2 separate regions of the Ovis aries genome follow, and region 1 is linked to region 2. The links are chromatin contacts, called in public Hi-C maps. All regions are on one chromosome and are shown on one strand. The core of a region is the stretch at or near the end of the contact, and the rest is flanking DNA. Distances in the headings are between cores, read along the strand shown. Region 1 holds the start of AKT3 (AKT serine/threonine kinase 3). Region 2 has its middle 77 kb from the start of AKT3.

The links. A called contact is a pair of places that touch in the nucleus more often than the background predicts.
Region 1: a contact with region 2 is called in a Hi-C map of hypothalamus, with 1.9 times the contacts expected there. The contact joins the promoter of AKT3 here to the enhancer-like site in region 2. A contact is called at or near these places in 2 of 16 Hi-C or Micro-C datasets (blood and hypothalamus).

Annotation. Positions count from the first base shown.
Region 1 is chr12:32,625,390-32,631,869 of ARS-UI_Ramb_v3.0, reverse strand. It overlaps AKT3 (AKT serine/threonine kinase 3), which reads right to left and starts at 4,089. Exons shown (of 16, transcript XR_009595810.1): 1 at 3,512-4,089. It overlaps LOC121820773 (a long non-coding RNA gene), which reads left to right and starts at 4,056. Exons shown (of 4, transcript XR_009595811.1): 1 at 4,056-6,480.
Region 2 is chr12:32,547,440-32,554,609 of ARS-UI_Ramb_v3.0, reverse strand. No RefSeq gene overlaps it. Among named protein-coding and RNA genes, the nearest start is that of AKT3, 77 kb to the left of the region's middle. Within about 2 kb of position 2,324, at least 16 of the 54 cell types and tissues checked have an H3K27ac peak or open chromatin away from gene starts, as enhancers often do. A contact at or near this core is called in hypothalamus, where this site is marked.

The DNA of each region.
Region 1 (6,480 bases), core at 2,840-5,339, 75 kb before region 2:
GTCAAGGAGCATACATTTATTTACCTACTGACTATTATTTGAAGATTTTCTGGTAAAGGAAATGTTTACATGTTCAAAGACTATAGTGCTTAGACTGAAACATGTAAACATCTGAGGCATTTAATTTGGCATTTGAAAAAAATGAAAAAAAATGTTGTGGATCAGTCAATATGTCTTTTTTACATATGACATGATATAAGATGATAATCAAATCATATTATCTTGATTTCTGTGTAAATTTTATTGTAATACATTAGTGAAATTTATCATTGTCACTATGAACTCTAATAATAGGTATAAACAGGTTAGGAAAACACTAAAAGAAGTGTTTCAAAACTAAGAAAGTTCAAATGAAACAAAAATTTTACAATGCAAGGAAAAGTGTTTTCTCCTGTGAAAATCTCTTTCAGAAGTGTAACCAGCTATTAGATGATTAAATGCATTTATACATGTTAAGCACATAAAACAGTGCCTGGAACATGTAAGCACTCATAAGGCACTGGCTCCTGTTAACTCTCAATTGAATCCAGCTCTTATCACACATAAAAGACCATGATGAAATATTTAAGTTATCATAAAATGATTCAGGAAACTACAGAAAAGTACATGCTGCATGAAACCGAGACTTAGAACACTGATGCACACTCTAAAACCCAGAGGGGAAAACAGAAATTTTAAGTAATTTAAATAAATACAAATCTACAAAAATTGATCATGTGCATTAATTATATTTTATATTAAAAATAAAAATCAAGTCAAACTACAGGACAGATTTGGTCTAAATTAAATGCCCTGCATTTTACGTTATTCAAAGCTAATGGTTCTAAATTAAGTATTTTTTAGTGCTTGAAACTTAATCACAGTATAAAGACTAGATCCTATCAAATCATGCTAAAAAATCCAATTAACACATCATTAACAATAACTGCCTTATCTTCACAAGGGTGAAGTCTAGTACTAAAAGCTGTAACAACAAAGTCTAACCATCTTTTCATAAACTATGCAAAGTTTAAGTAAATTCTAAACTTCCACAAAATCAATTTGTAAAACCAGTTCCTCTTTCTAAAGAAACCTAAATAGTTGAAATTTTCCATTGAGTTTTTTTGTAAGAAGGTCTCATGTTTAGAGAGCTAGAATTTAAAAAACCTTAAATCCTTACTTTTCACAAGACTCTATACTAAGTACATTTGCTCCATATGTTTAACCAAAACATGTTTAGATTTGCAGTGATTCTGAAAACAAATTCACTAATAGTAGTGATCTTCTGGATGAAATGTAAGTAGTAAAAGTTTTCGATCAAATCAGTCCCTACTACACAGTCAACACTCCAGTACTTGTTCAATGAATGAATGAAAATCTTATTTAAAATACTTTACAGCCATTAGAATCACATAAACAAAAACACCCAAAGTAATATTTTTAAACACACAACTTCAAGAGTCAAAGTAAAAATTAATTTTAGGTTGGAAAACAATTCACTAAAGTAATCATTACAGAAAGGCTAGGAGTATGGGACAAGATGAATACAAGTAATAGTTTCGTAAATTTTTTTCCAGAATGACTTTAGACACGATATTATTTTTAAAACACTCTAAGAAAACATACTACATACTGCAAATACACAATACAAACACAAAGCCAAAACTCTTTATTGGTCTCTAACTTCCAATGTTGTCTCAATCATGTGATATATCCACTTTCCTCACTACAAAATTAAAAGCTCAAACTAACCAAAGATAGTGGGGTAAACTTTAGTGAGAAAAACATAAAGCAGACCGTCAAATACAGTCTCACTGGTAAACTTTCGAAGTCTAGATTATGCATGGGCGGAAGAAAAAAAACACCTACAGTCCCGACATATACCTTACAAATAATTGTGCATTGTCGTATACTTTGGAAAACTAGTAATACTAGTAAGTAGATACGCCAATAAAAGTTGTCTTCACGTTATAGACAACTACCTCCTGGAATATTCTTATTCATTTTTACATATTTCACAATAACAAGTTCTGAAGACAGGAGTTTCCTAGACCATCTTTATAGGATTCTTTCTCCTTCGGCTTTTTCAACTGTTTTCCAACAATCTATAACCTAATTTAATGACTTTTCACCAAAACCAAAGTCCAACAGTTGTTTAATGATTTATAGTGCACTAAAAGATATTAATTATAAGACCATACTTTACCAAAGATGAAACATACATCTAAATTGATGTCAGACAGCTGACAACGTATTAACTACAAAAAAAAGTCATTATTTCACATTCTTTCGCGTCACGATGAACTAAAAAAGTGAACGTTTTATCAACACTAGTAATTATTACAGATACATAGGTTTCACTGTTGAATTTCTATTTGGAAACGTTATCAATTACAAACTACTGGGCTTTCGATCAATTACCACACTGGTGGAACGTGTTGGTGTCACTTTCATAACATTATTTTGATGCAAGTAACATGAGTATCCCAGCCTTGACTTATGGGTAAGCATTTCCTTTACTTTCAGAAGATAAACAGTAAATACCGGTATCGAAACCCTGGCCCCAAAGAAATTCAATCGAGCCTAACTGCAGATTCCCGGGAAATCCCAAACAAGGGGTGACCCCGCCTAGGAGTCTGGGTGCACACAGCAACCGGCTCCGCTTCAACTCTGGGCTCAAAACGGCCCCACCAGCATCATGGCTGATGCAAACCGATGCGCAGGAGGAGGAGGTGGACGAGGAAGAGGCTGGTTTGTTTACTTGCAGCCAGAGCCGCCGCCGCCGCCAGCAGCGACAGCATCACTGGATCCGCCAAAGCCAGCATCTTCCGCACATTTCTATTCTTAGTACACAACTCCCGAGCGGATCAAAACCCACTACTATTAAAAACACAGACAAGCACGTTCCCCACCTCCCACACACCCCCCACCCCACCAGCGCCGTCTCTTCCTGTGCGCCGGCGGCAGCGGCGGCGGGGGGGTGGGGTGGCGAACAAGACCCCGGGGAGCCGTCGCATCCCTGCCTTCCCCCACCCACGCGCAGACAGCCCCCTCCCCCCACCCAAACGCCCTGACACCGGCGCTCCCCGCGTTACATAACCCCGCCGCCACCCCAGGCCGAGCCGGGCCCCCTCCCCACGCCGCCGGCCGGCGGGGAGGGTGAGGGGCGGGAGCGAGAGTGGCGCAGAGCGAGCGAGACCGGAGGCGCCGGGCCAGGGCGGCCCAGACCCGGACCGCACCGCTAGGCCGGGAACACCCTCCCCGGCCCCCGCGCACCGCCGCCCCGGCTTCCCCCGCAAAGTGAGGGGTGCGGTCCGCCCGCGCCGGGCATCCCCGGCCTCCGCACCCGCATCCCTCACCCCAGCCCCCGGCGATCCAGCCCCACGCCCACGCCCCCGGCGCGGTGACAAGCCGGACGCCCCCACCTCATTCACCCACCGCCATCCCCGCCCGAAGGGGGCCCCGGAGGGAGTGCAGGCGCGGCGGGGAGAGGGCGAGAGTGGGGTGGGGGTGGGGGGGCGGTGGCTGTTACCTGCAAAGGCGGCGGCGGCGGCCCCGCAGCTGCTCGGGCGGCGGCGGAGGATGGAGCCGGGGGGCGGGGGGAGGAGAGGGGGCGACTCGGGGGTCCCCCTCCCTCCTCCTCCCCTCCTGTCCTCCCCCCACCCCGCAGAGCCTCTGGCCCCCCTGGAGCCCGGTGTGGCCGGCGGGAGGGCAGGCGGCGGGCTGCAGGGGAGGGAGGGAGGGAGCCGGCCGGGCCGCGGAGCTGGAGCGGGAGGCGGCGGCGGCGGCGGCGGCGGCGGCGGGAGGAGGGAGGCGGCGGGGGGGAGGGGGCGGAGACTCTACGTGGGAATCGGATCTCGGCTACAAATTCAATTCATCACCAGAAAACTCCGCTCGGGCGGGGGCCGGCTCGCGCCGGCGAGGCGAGGCGGCGGCGGGGGGAGGCTCTGAGAGGCCCTGGCGGCCAGGCGCGGGTCGGGGGTCTGCGGCCTCCTCTAGGGCCGCGCCCCGCTGGGGGGTGGGGGGGCCGCCGCCGCCTCCCCGCCCCCTCCTCCCGCTGGGGCGGCCGCGATCAGCTCTCGCCGCCGCCGCGGGCTTGTTGTTGACTTTGAGGAAAACTCCTGACGTCAGGGGCTGGCGCACGGCGACTGGCGGGAGCGGCTTCCCCGCGTCCCCAGCCGGCCCGCCGCCTCTGCCCCCTCCCCGCGGGCCCCCATCCGCGGGCTTCCCCGAGCCCCCGAGCCCGCGGCGGCCAGCGCCCCCTCTCCTCTCGCGAGAACACCCCCCAGCCGGAGCCAGTAGCGGGGCGTCGTTCCTGGGCGGGAAGTTGTGGGTTTCCCCCGCGCCCTCGTGGCGTGCGGCAGGCACCCGAGGCCCGGGAGTGGAGGCTCTTCTGCCCTCCGCGAGCAGCCGAGCCCGGGGCTTCTCCTCCCGCCCGCCGCAGCTCGGGGGGGGTCGGGCCGGGAGCTAGAGGGCCGGGACCTGAGGCCCCCGAGATGGGCCGTTCCCTGTAGGGGCGCGCCCCCGAAAACTAGCAGCGGGGCGAGAAGCGACCCCACCCCTCTGCACCTCTGGGGTCAGTACAGAGGGGAGACCTTACTGTCCAGTCCTAGAACCTCTCTCGGAAGAGCCATCCCAGCGCTTCCTGTAAGCAGTAACCGCCACATAATAGTGTACACCTTACAGTAGCATCGTAATTCAACCTTAAAATTTCACATTTTTTAGAGATAGTATACAGTTTTCATTGACTTTGAGGAGGCCATGATGTATTGCATTCACTACGAAGACAGCATTGCTTTCTTTTGAAGTTCATGGCTCCTGAGAATGTTTATAAAGGAGATGGTTTTGTTTTGGGTTTTTTTGTTTGTTTTTTCGCAAAATGGCCTTTTTTTTTTTTTACCCATACATCATACTCCAGAAAGTTATGAAAGTTTACTTTTTCTGACACCACGTATTGTTGCTTCTGGAACACTTTGAAAAAATCATATCATTTCACCATGTAATTCTAGCCTTGTTGATGTACCTGCTATTTCTTCCAATGCAAGGTTCTTGGTAGTGCTTTTGGGCTCTTTCTGTAGAAGACTTACTGCTTCTGAAGGGCACTTCCTACTGTGCTTTTTCCATTTCCTGACAACACTGGGTTGGTAATCATTCTTTTACACTATACCCCTGGTATTTACATAGGGAGTTGTATTTATACATCTGTGTCGACATCTGTTGTGAAAGGCACATCTATTGGGATTGTGGACAGGAAGGAGTATGGAACCTAACCTAATAAGAAAAGAAAGGGCTTTTAAAATCAATTTTCTCCATTTGCAAAGGAAACACTACACTTGACAGTTTCAGAATAAAATATGCTTTTTTAAGATGTACAGTCCACCCAAAAGTAAAAGTCCCCAATTGCTTCCTTTCTCCTTTTCCCATATTTCCCAGCACATGGTGAACTGATAATAAATATACACTCTATCCTTTAGGCTCTTCTGTCCATAAAATTTTCCAGGGAAAAATACTGGGTTGTCATTTTCTTCTCCAGAGGAGCTTCCTGACTCAGGGATGGAACCTGAATCTCTCAATTGCATCTCCCTCCTTGGCAGGCAGATTCTTTACCACTGAGCCACCTGGGAAGCCTCTCTATTCAGCTTATCTGTGTATTAAAAGTATATAATTTATTGCCGTAATTATCAGACCTCTAACAGTCCCTACTGGTAAAGTGATTTCATTAAAAATTTCTTGCTTAAGAGTAACAAAAATGAGTCAGATTTTTATTCTATAATAACCCAAGTCACTTTATAAGAAAATAGTCCCTATGACACCAGTGTTAAAAAGAGTATTTTGAAAGCTCTGTTAAATACTTAACTCTGAGACTTGTGATATTCTGAATTACCAGATATCTCTGATCAACTGCAATTTTATTTCCAGTTTTAACGTCGACATATTTCTGAGAATCAAATTTGTCTTATGAGCCATGGTGGTGGTTTAGTCGCTAAGTGGTTTAGTCGCTGAGTTGTGTCCGACTCTTGCAACCCGGTGGACTGTAGCCTGCCAGCCTCCTCTGTCCATGGGGATTCTCTAGGCAAGAATACTGCAGTGGGTTGCCAGTTCCTTCTCCAGGGGACCTTCCTGACCCAGGAATCAAACTCAGGTCTCCTGCATTGCAGGCAGATTCTTTAACAACTGAGCTATGAGGAAAGCTAGCCATATTGCCTCAAATTTTTTCTCAGTCTCTTCAGATTGGATTAAATCTTAACCGGATTACAACATACAAGTAAATATTGTATAAACTGCCATGGATTATGTACCCTAGGCTTCATGTATTTGAAAAGCTGTAGTTTTATTTCTTCTGTGTTTTGTTCTTCTACTATGGTAGTTTCATCCATTTCTGTAATAAAAGCATGTCAGCTTTTATTACGTAGGAATTGATTATAGCACTGTCATTTAACTAGCATTGTTCTTTCTCTTAGACTGTGCCATCGTGAGTTTTGGAGAATCTGCTGATTGTGA
Region 2 (7,170 bases), core at 1,075-3,574:
TAGGTCTCCCACATTGCAGGGAGATTCTTTACCGTCTGAGCCACCAGAGAAGCCCTGCAGTCCATATGATGTTTAGTAGTTCATTTCTAAGTTACAAGGGAATACCTGGGGGTGGGGGGGACCAACCTAAATTCAGTAGTATAGTCAACACACTGAACAAAGAAGTGGATTAGAGGGGAAGGAGGGCTTCCCAGGTAGCGTTAGTGGTAAAGAACCCACTTGCCAATGCAGGAGACTTAAGAGACTTGGGTTTGATTTCTGGATCAGGAAGATCCCCTGGAGAAAGAAATGGCAACCCACTCCAGTATTCTTGCCTGGAGAATCCCCATGGACAGAGGAGCCCTAACGAGCCACAGTCCATGGGGCTGCAAAGAGTCGGACACAACTGAACCGACTTAGCACAGCAAGCACAGAGGGGAAGGAGGCCTACTTGAAAGAGGGGCATTTTCAATGTGTAACAAATTGTGGATGTAGAAGTTCCTCGGAGAGCTAATGAATGCACTCGGGTACCCTTCTCAGGAGATATTTTTAAGGCCTCTACTCCAGGGATGGGCTAGGACTATATGAAATTATTTTACATTTTCTAACTGCCTTCTGTACTTCCCTGGTGGCTCAGACAGTAAAGAACTTGCCTGCCAATGCAGGAGACATAAGAGACTTGGGTTCCATCCCTAGGTGGGGAAGATCTCCTGGAGGAAGGCACAGCTACCCACTTCAGTATTCTTGCCTAGAGAATTCCATGGACAGAGGAGCTTAGTATAGTCCAGGGAGTCATCCAGTCCATGGGGTGGCAAAGAGTGGGACACGACTGAGTGACCAACACTTTCACTTTCAAGTACCTTCTATTTCGCAAGAGCTTCCCTTGTGACTCAGCTGGTAAAGAATCCACCTGCAGTGGGGGAGACCTGGGTTTGACCCCTGGGTTGGGAAGATCCCCTGGAGAAGGGAAAGGCTACCCACTCCAGTATTCTGGCCTGGAGAAGCCCATGGACTATACAGTCCATGGGGTGGCAAAAAGTCGGACATGACTGAGAGACTTTCACTTCACTTTCACTATTTTGCATGTATATGCAAACACATGATCTCATTTGAGTTTCACAAGATTCCTGAAAAGTCACCATTCCTGAGAAAAATACTAGGACTCAGAGATTAAGTGATTTGTCTATCTGGAGTCACAGTTTGCCTAAAACCAGGTAAATTCTCCAGGCCCTGCCCACTAGCCTGTTTTTGCAAAATAGAAAAGGAACAATGCTAAGGGAAGGTCATTTCAGCTCTGGAGCCAGACTCAGGCTCAAATCTCCTTTCAGTCAAAAGTGTGTTTAATGCCCCTTTGCTTTGGTGTCTTCATGTGCAAAATGGGAATAAGGACATTATCTATGTTAGGCAGGTGGAGTTCTGGTGAGAATAAATAATGGACCGAGCTTGAGCACTTTATATGGGGAGTGTTCCTTGATGGTTTATCATTTTTACTCCCTGGTTGTTTTTCTCTACCCTCCTGTGGATTTCTTACTTTTCCTTTCTCTCCTACAGGCCTTTTTTTTTTTTTTTTTTTAAGCCCAAATTTTACCCTGCAGCACGTCACAGACCGACAGTCATCTCGGGGCAGAAAGTTCAATCATACCTCCCCTATTCTACTCCTGTCCCCGGATGTTGGGACCAATTCTTTTCATCTTGAGCAATCAGTAAAAATGAAAAGGAGAGCTAATGGTATGGTGATGAACAGGGAGGCCTGGCGTGCTGCGATTCATGGGGTCGCAAAGTGTCGGACACGACTGAGCGACCGAACTGAACTGAACTGAATGGTAACCCTCCTGCCCCTCCCACCTCCCTCCCCCCGCGCCGGGGCCCTCTCAGCACGGATTTAGGTGTGGGTTTTGGTTGTTTGTTTTGAAAAGCAGAGCCACTTTCACTTTCAAGGGGCCCCCAACGTGTTTTCCTGTCCGGGCTCGGGCCCCAGCCCCCTTCTCCATCAGGCCCGGGATGCTGCCAGCCCACTTCCTCCGTCTCCTGGGAGCCCGTCGCCCCCCCGGGCTGGGAGGGTGGACCAGGGGCGCGCCGGCCTCTCCGCCGCCCGCCCAGCCACTGGCGCCCGAAGGGGCTTCAGGAGCGGGGCTGGGACCCACAAAGGGACAGAGTCACAGACGGCTCAGTGCCCGGCGGCGAGGGCACAAAGCGGGGATCACACGGCCCCGCTGGTGCAAGGGGGGCGGGAGGTTGATAACGGGGGGCTGTCACCCGGGGCTCTTTCCTCTCGTTCCTGCCGCGATCGCCACGGTGCGAGCGGGGGAAGCCGTGGGGCAGCCCGGACTCCAGGCGCCCTCCCTGCGCCCGCAGCGCGGGCGGGACGGAGCGCGGCGCTCACTTTGAGCTCGCCTTACGCCCTCTGGTTACACAGCACCCGGGTTGAGAAGCTGGAGGTTTAAAGGAAACTATGTGAAAAAGGTGGATGAAGGCGTGCAAAAGAGAAAATTCCAAGCGCACGCTTCAGTTCTCTGAACACGCAGATTCTGATCTGAGGGGATTGGTTTCTTCTGCAGTCGTTTCAATGGCTCATCTTAGCAGGAAAGCAGGCTTATCTATAATTTTACAGATGGGAGGATGAGAAGTTACAAACAGGAGTGGGATTAGAACTGGGTCTCTGACTTTCTATTTGTTGTTGTTCAGTCGCTCAGTGCTGTCCGACTCTTTGGAACCCCGTGGATGCAGCACGCCAGGCCTCCTTGTCCTTCTCTATCTCCCGGAGCTTGCTCACACTCATGTCCGTTGAGTCGATGATGCCGCCTACTAAAATACTGAAGGTGAAAGTTGGTTGCTGGGAGCTGTGTGAGTTCAGGTCACATTTGGTTCAGTGCAGACTTTGGTTATTCAGAATGCTGGAATGGACTATTGTGTTTGGGTGGGTGGGAGAGAGAGAAGGGATGTGTGTGTGTAAGGAATGAAGTTCTTCGCTTAACAATTTCAAGGCCTGTGAGTGGTGTGATTCTTCACATCACAATTAGATAAGTCGGTAACGTGTTTCAGTGGATCCTTTTACCTTAAAATTCCCTTGAGCTGGACATAAAGGGTAGGGCAGGAGATTGTAGGCTGTGGGCAGTAGGGAGTAGCTCCAACGGTATGGCCGAGCCAGGCTGAGACAGAACAGTGTGTGGCTGGGCAGGTGGCCTCTCCCACCCCATGCTGTGGGTGTTCACAACCCCTCCTACTGGCTCACCCCACCCAAACATCTCTGCTCTAAGCTTACAGGTAATGTGTAGAGCACTCCTACTAAAAGTAGTTGGGGTTCTAACCTCGATTTGACATCTGACCAATCAGGTGAGTAAGAATCTTTGCAGTGTCTTACTGTGGTTGCACATTACCTGCCAAATGTGTCTTTACTAATGACTGCTTGCGTGCTAAGTCGCTTCAGTCACGTCCAGCTTTTTGTGGCCCCATGGACTATAGCCTGCCAGGCTCCTCTGTCCATGGGATTCTCCAGGCAAGAATACTGGAGCAGGTTGCCATGCCCTCCTCCAGGGGATCTTCCTGACTCAGGGATCAAACCTATGTCTCTCAGGTCTGCCTGCACTGGCAGGTGGGTTCTTTACCACGAGCCCCACCTGGGAAGCACACTGATGACTGCAGTGGAAGGGTAAATCAGCTAACCTGGTTTTGTATATTTGTGTGTGTATATGTGTTAGCGGCTCAGAAATGTTGACTCTTCTGACCCCACGGACTGTAGCTCTCCAGGCTTCTCTGTCCATTCAAACAAAGCATGTATGGATTACCTAGTCTCTGCCAGACAATTCCTCTTGTAACCTTTCTGTGGAAGACATTTTGGAGGACTTGAGCTTTGTTTTGTGCTTTGGGATTAGAAGAGGCAAAACTCTAATATGCTTGTCACTTTCATACTTTCCTTACTATACCCTCTTGCTTTATTTATTAAATGTCTTTTTAAGGCTGTTCCTAAGGAATGCCATGTTTGGGAATGAGTTGAAGCATCTCAGTCTTTGGTGCTGCTGGAGGAAGGAAGCATTTTGCTGTCAATTAACATCAGTATGCAAAAAAAAAAAAAAAAAATTTAGACCACCAGGCAGAAGACTCGTGGACCACTTACCTGTATCAGTTCAGTTCAGTCGCTCAGTCATGTCCGACTCTTTGAGACCCCATGGACTATAGCCCACCAGGCTCCTTTGTCCATGGAATTCTCCAGGCAAGAGTGGGTGACCATTCCTTTCTCCAGGGGATCTTCCCTACTGAGGGACTGAACCTCTGTTCCTGCACTGTAGGCACATTCTTTACTGTCTGAACTACAAGGTAAGCCCAATAGTTGTGGAGTTTGGGCTTAGATGCCTCGAGGCAGGTGGGATCCTCCTGACCCAGGGATTGAACCAGGGTCTCCCGCACTGGCAGGTGGATTCTTTACCACTGATCCACCAGGGATGGTGCCAGGATGATTTTTTTTTTTTTTTTTTTTTTTGCTGTAAAGGAGGAGTATGCTCTGAGAATTGTAAGATTTTCACTGGAAATGAGAAATTGTCCCAAACCTAGTCCAGATTGAACTTCTCACATGATGTGTTTCTCAAGTTCCTTCTGGGAGGAAATTAATATACCTGATAAAATACTTAAGTAATTTAAAAATAAACTTTAATGAGCTTAAAGAGAGCCTGCCTCTGGGAGATTAGTTTCCTCCCAGCTCAGCTGACTGTCAGTCAAGAATCTAATGATCTTTAACCAGGGCTTCTGCTCTAGTCCCTCATTTTCTCCCTATTAATGTGTCTTTGCATGGGCGCTCAGTCATTTAGTTGTGTCCACCTCTTTGCGACCCTATGGACTATAGCCTGCCAGGCTCCTCTGTCCATGGGATTTCCCAGACAAGGATACTAGAGTGAGTAGCCATTTCCTCCTCCAGGGGATCTTCCTGACCCAAGGATTGAACCTGGGTTTCCTGCCTTACAGGCAGATTCTTTACCATCTGAGCCACCAGAGAAGCCAAGAAAGGAATCTCTGAACTGGTCTGTTTCTGAACTCTTCTTTTGAAGCAAGTGCTCACAACTCAGTTTCTGAATTTTTTTTATTTTTAATTTTCATTTTTGGAGTTCAGACTTGGTTTAGTGTAAAGAGACACTGCTGTTGATGATCGCAAGGAAAAGAAGGCATGAGAAAGTCATTAATTTGTCCCAGATTTTTAACCTGCAAGTAAGTGGGGGAACCACTGAGGTTCTGGAGGAGAGTGCTTTGGGAAGGTGGTGGTGTGTATGCCAAAAGCACACATTTATACTGTAAAAAGCACCCCACAACTGCTCATCAAAACCCTGTGGACTGGGAATCCCCTGTGGTCCAGTGGTTAAGAATCCACCTTCCAATGCAGGGGACCTAGGTTTGATCCCTGGTCTGGGGCTTCCCCTGGTGGCTAGATGAGAAAGAGTCTGCCTGCCGTGTGGAGACCCAGGTTTGATCTCCAGGTCGGGAAGTTCCCCTGGAAAAGGAAATGACAATCCACTCTAGTTTTCTTGCCTGAAGAATCTTACAGAAGAGGGGCATCTGGTGGGCTGCAGTCCATGGTGTGTATGCCCAGCAGAGGGATTGCTGGGTCATAAGACAGTTCTATTTCCAGTTTTTTAAGGAATCTCCACACTGTTCTCCATAGTGGCTGTACTAGTTTGCATTCCCACCAACAGTGTAAGAGGGTTCCCTTTTCTCATGACTGTTACTTTTCAATGTCTGCAGGTGCAATCAGGGTTGATGACCACTAATGTAGACACTTTTCTGCTACACTGGTCGCCTATCCATTTTTCTTTCTGGGTACAATTCCAACTGCTCCTCCCTTTGTTCAATTTCTCCTGTACTTTGTTGCTGTAAAGTTTCTTCATTGACTTGGTTGTAATATTACTCCTTTTAATTATCAATGCAATAAATATTCGTGGAACTTTTTATGCCAGGACCAAGCTAAATGAGGGCTTCTCTAGTAGCTCAGATGGTAAAGAATCTGCCTACAATGTGGGAGACCTGAGTTTGATCTCTGGGTCAGGAAGATCCCCTGGAAAAGGGAATGGGAACCCACTCCAGTATTCTGGAGAGTTAGCCTGGACACCCTGGAGAATTCCATGGACAGAGGAGCCTGCTGGGCTACAGTCCATGGGATCACAAACAGTTGGACACAACTGAGCGATTAACACACATATACATGCTAAATGGTGGCATGTCTGCACTGTTGGGGTTCAATAACAGTGTAAATAGTGTCCTCTTCCTTTCCTGACTTGGATTCCAAAGGCATTGCTCCCAGGATGTCACCACCATCACTCCCTGGAACATAGAATGCCTCGCTTGTCCCTGGAACCTTAAGCATAGTATTGTCCTGCTCTTACTCACAAATAGTCTGCTACCCAATTACGTGTGTTCCTTTAACCTTCACTGCATCTCTGTCTTGCTGGAGGCGATGGGTTAATAGGGGCAGCAAGCCTTCCCAAACAGCCCTTTACTGGGGCAAATCTCCTCTGAACTGAAACAGTCTTTGGTCCATGCAGTATACAGTAACTGGAGACTCAAAATGAACGAAATACCCACGTGAATATAGAAGGAAAACAATGCTGTAGAGATTGACTCTCAGAGCCTCTGGGCCTATATAAAATTCCTTCTTTCTTCAATCATTCCAGCGCTTTCTGCTGTCCTTCTCATGAATGAGGCACTGAGTCCCTTTCTCCTTCTCTTCTTGGGGTTGTCAGAGCCAGGAGGCACAGAGAGTGACTGGGAATATAGAATATATTTGGCTGAGTATAAAAGGGAACATACAATTTTGTGGTCAATTTATTTTCACCTCGTTCGTTCTCAGGGGTACATGGTGTTCGCCTCATTGATCTTCTGTGTTCATTGACTTGAAGCCTGCTGTGTACGGGAGGTTGCTTCATGTCTTCTCAAGCCATCTTTTTTTTTATTGTCTTGGCAACTCTCCGCCTTAAGCTTAAACTGGTTTGAACTGAACTCAGTGGTTTACGTACTTGATATGACATGTCTTTTTAGTGGAGGTATTATACTGTTTAATGTTTGTACTATAATATTAGAGTTTGAAGGGATCTTACAGATCCTTCTAGCCAACTCCTTCATTAAATATGAGGACCCTGAAGACCAGGGAGAGTGAAGAATTTGGCTAAGTAAAGCCACACAGCCAGAAGAGCAGGAGAGCTAGACTGCCTC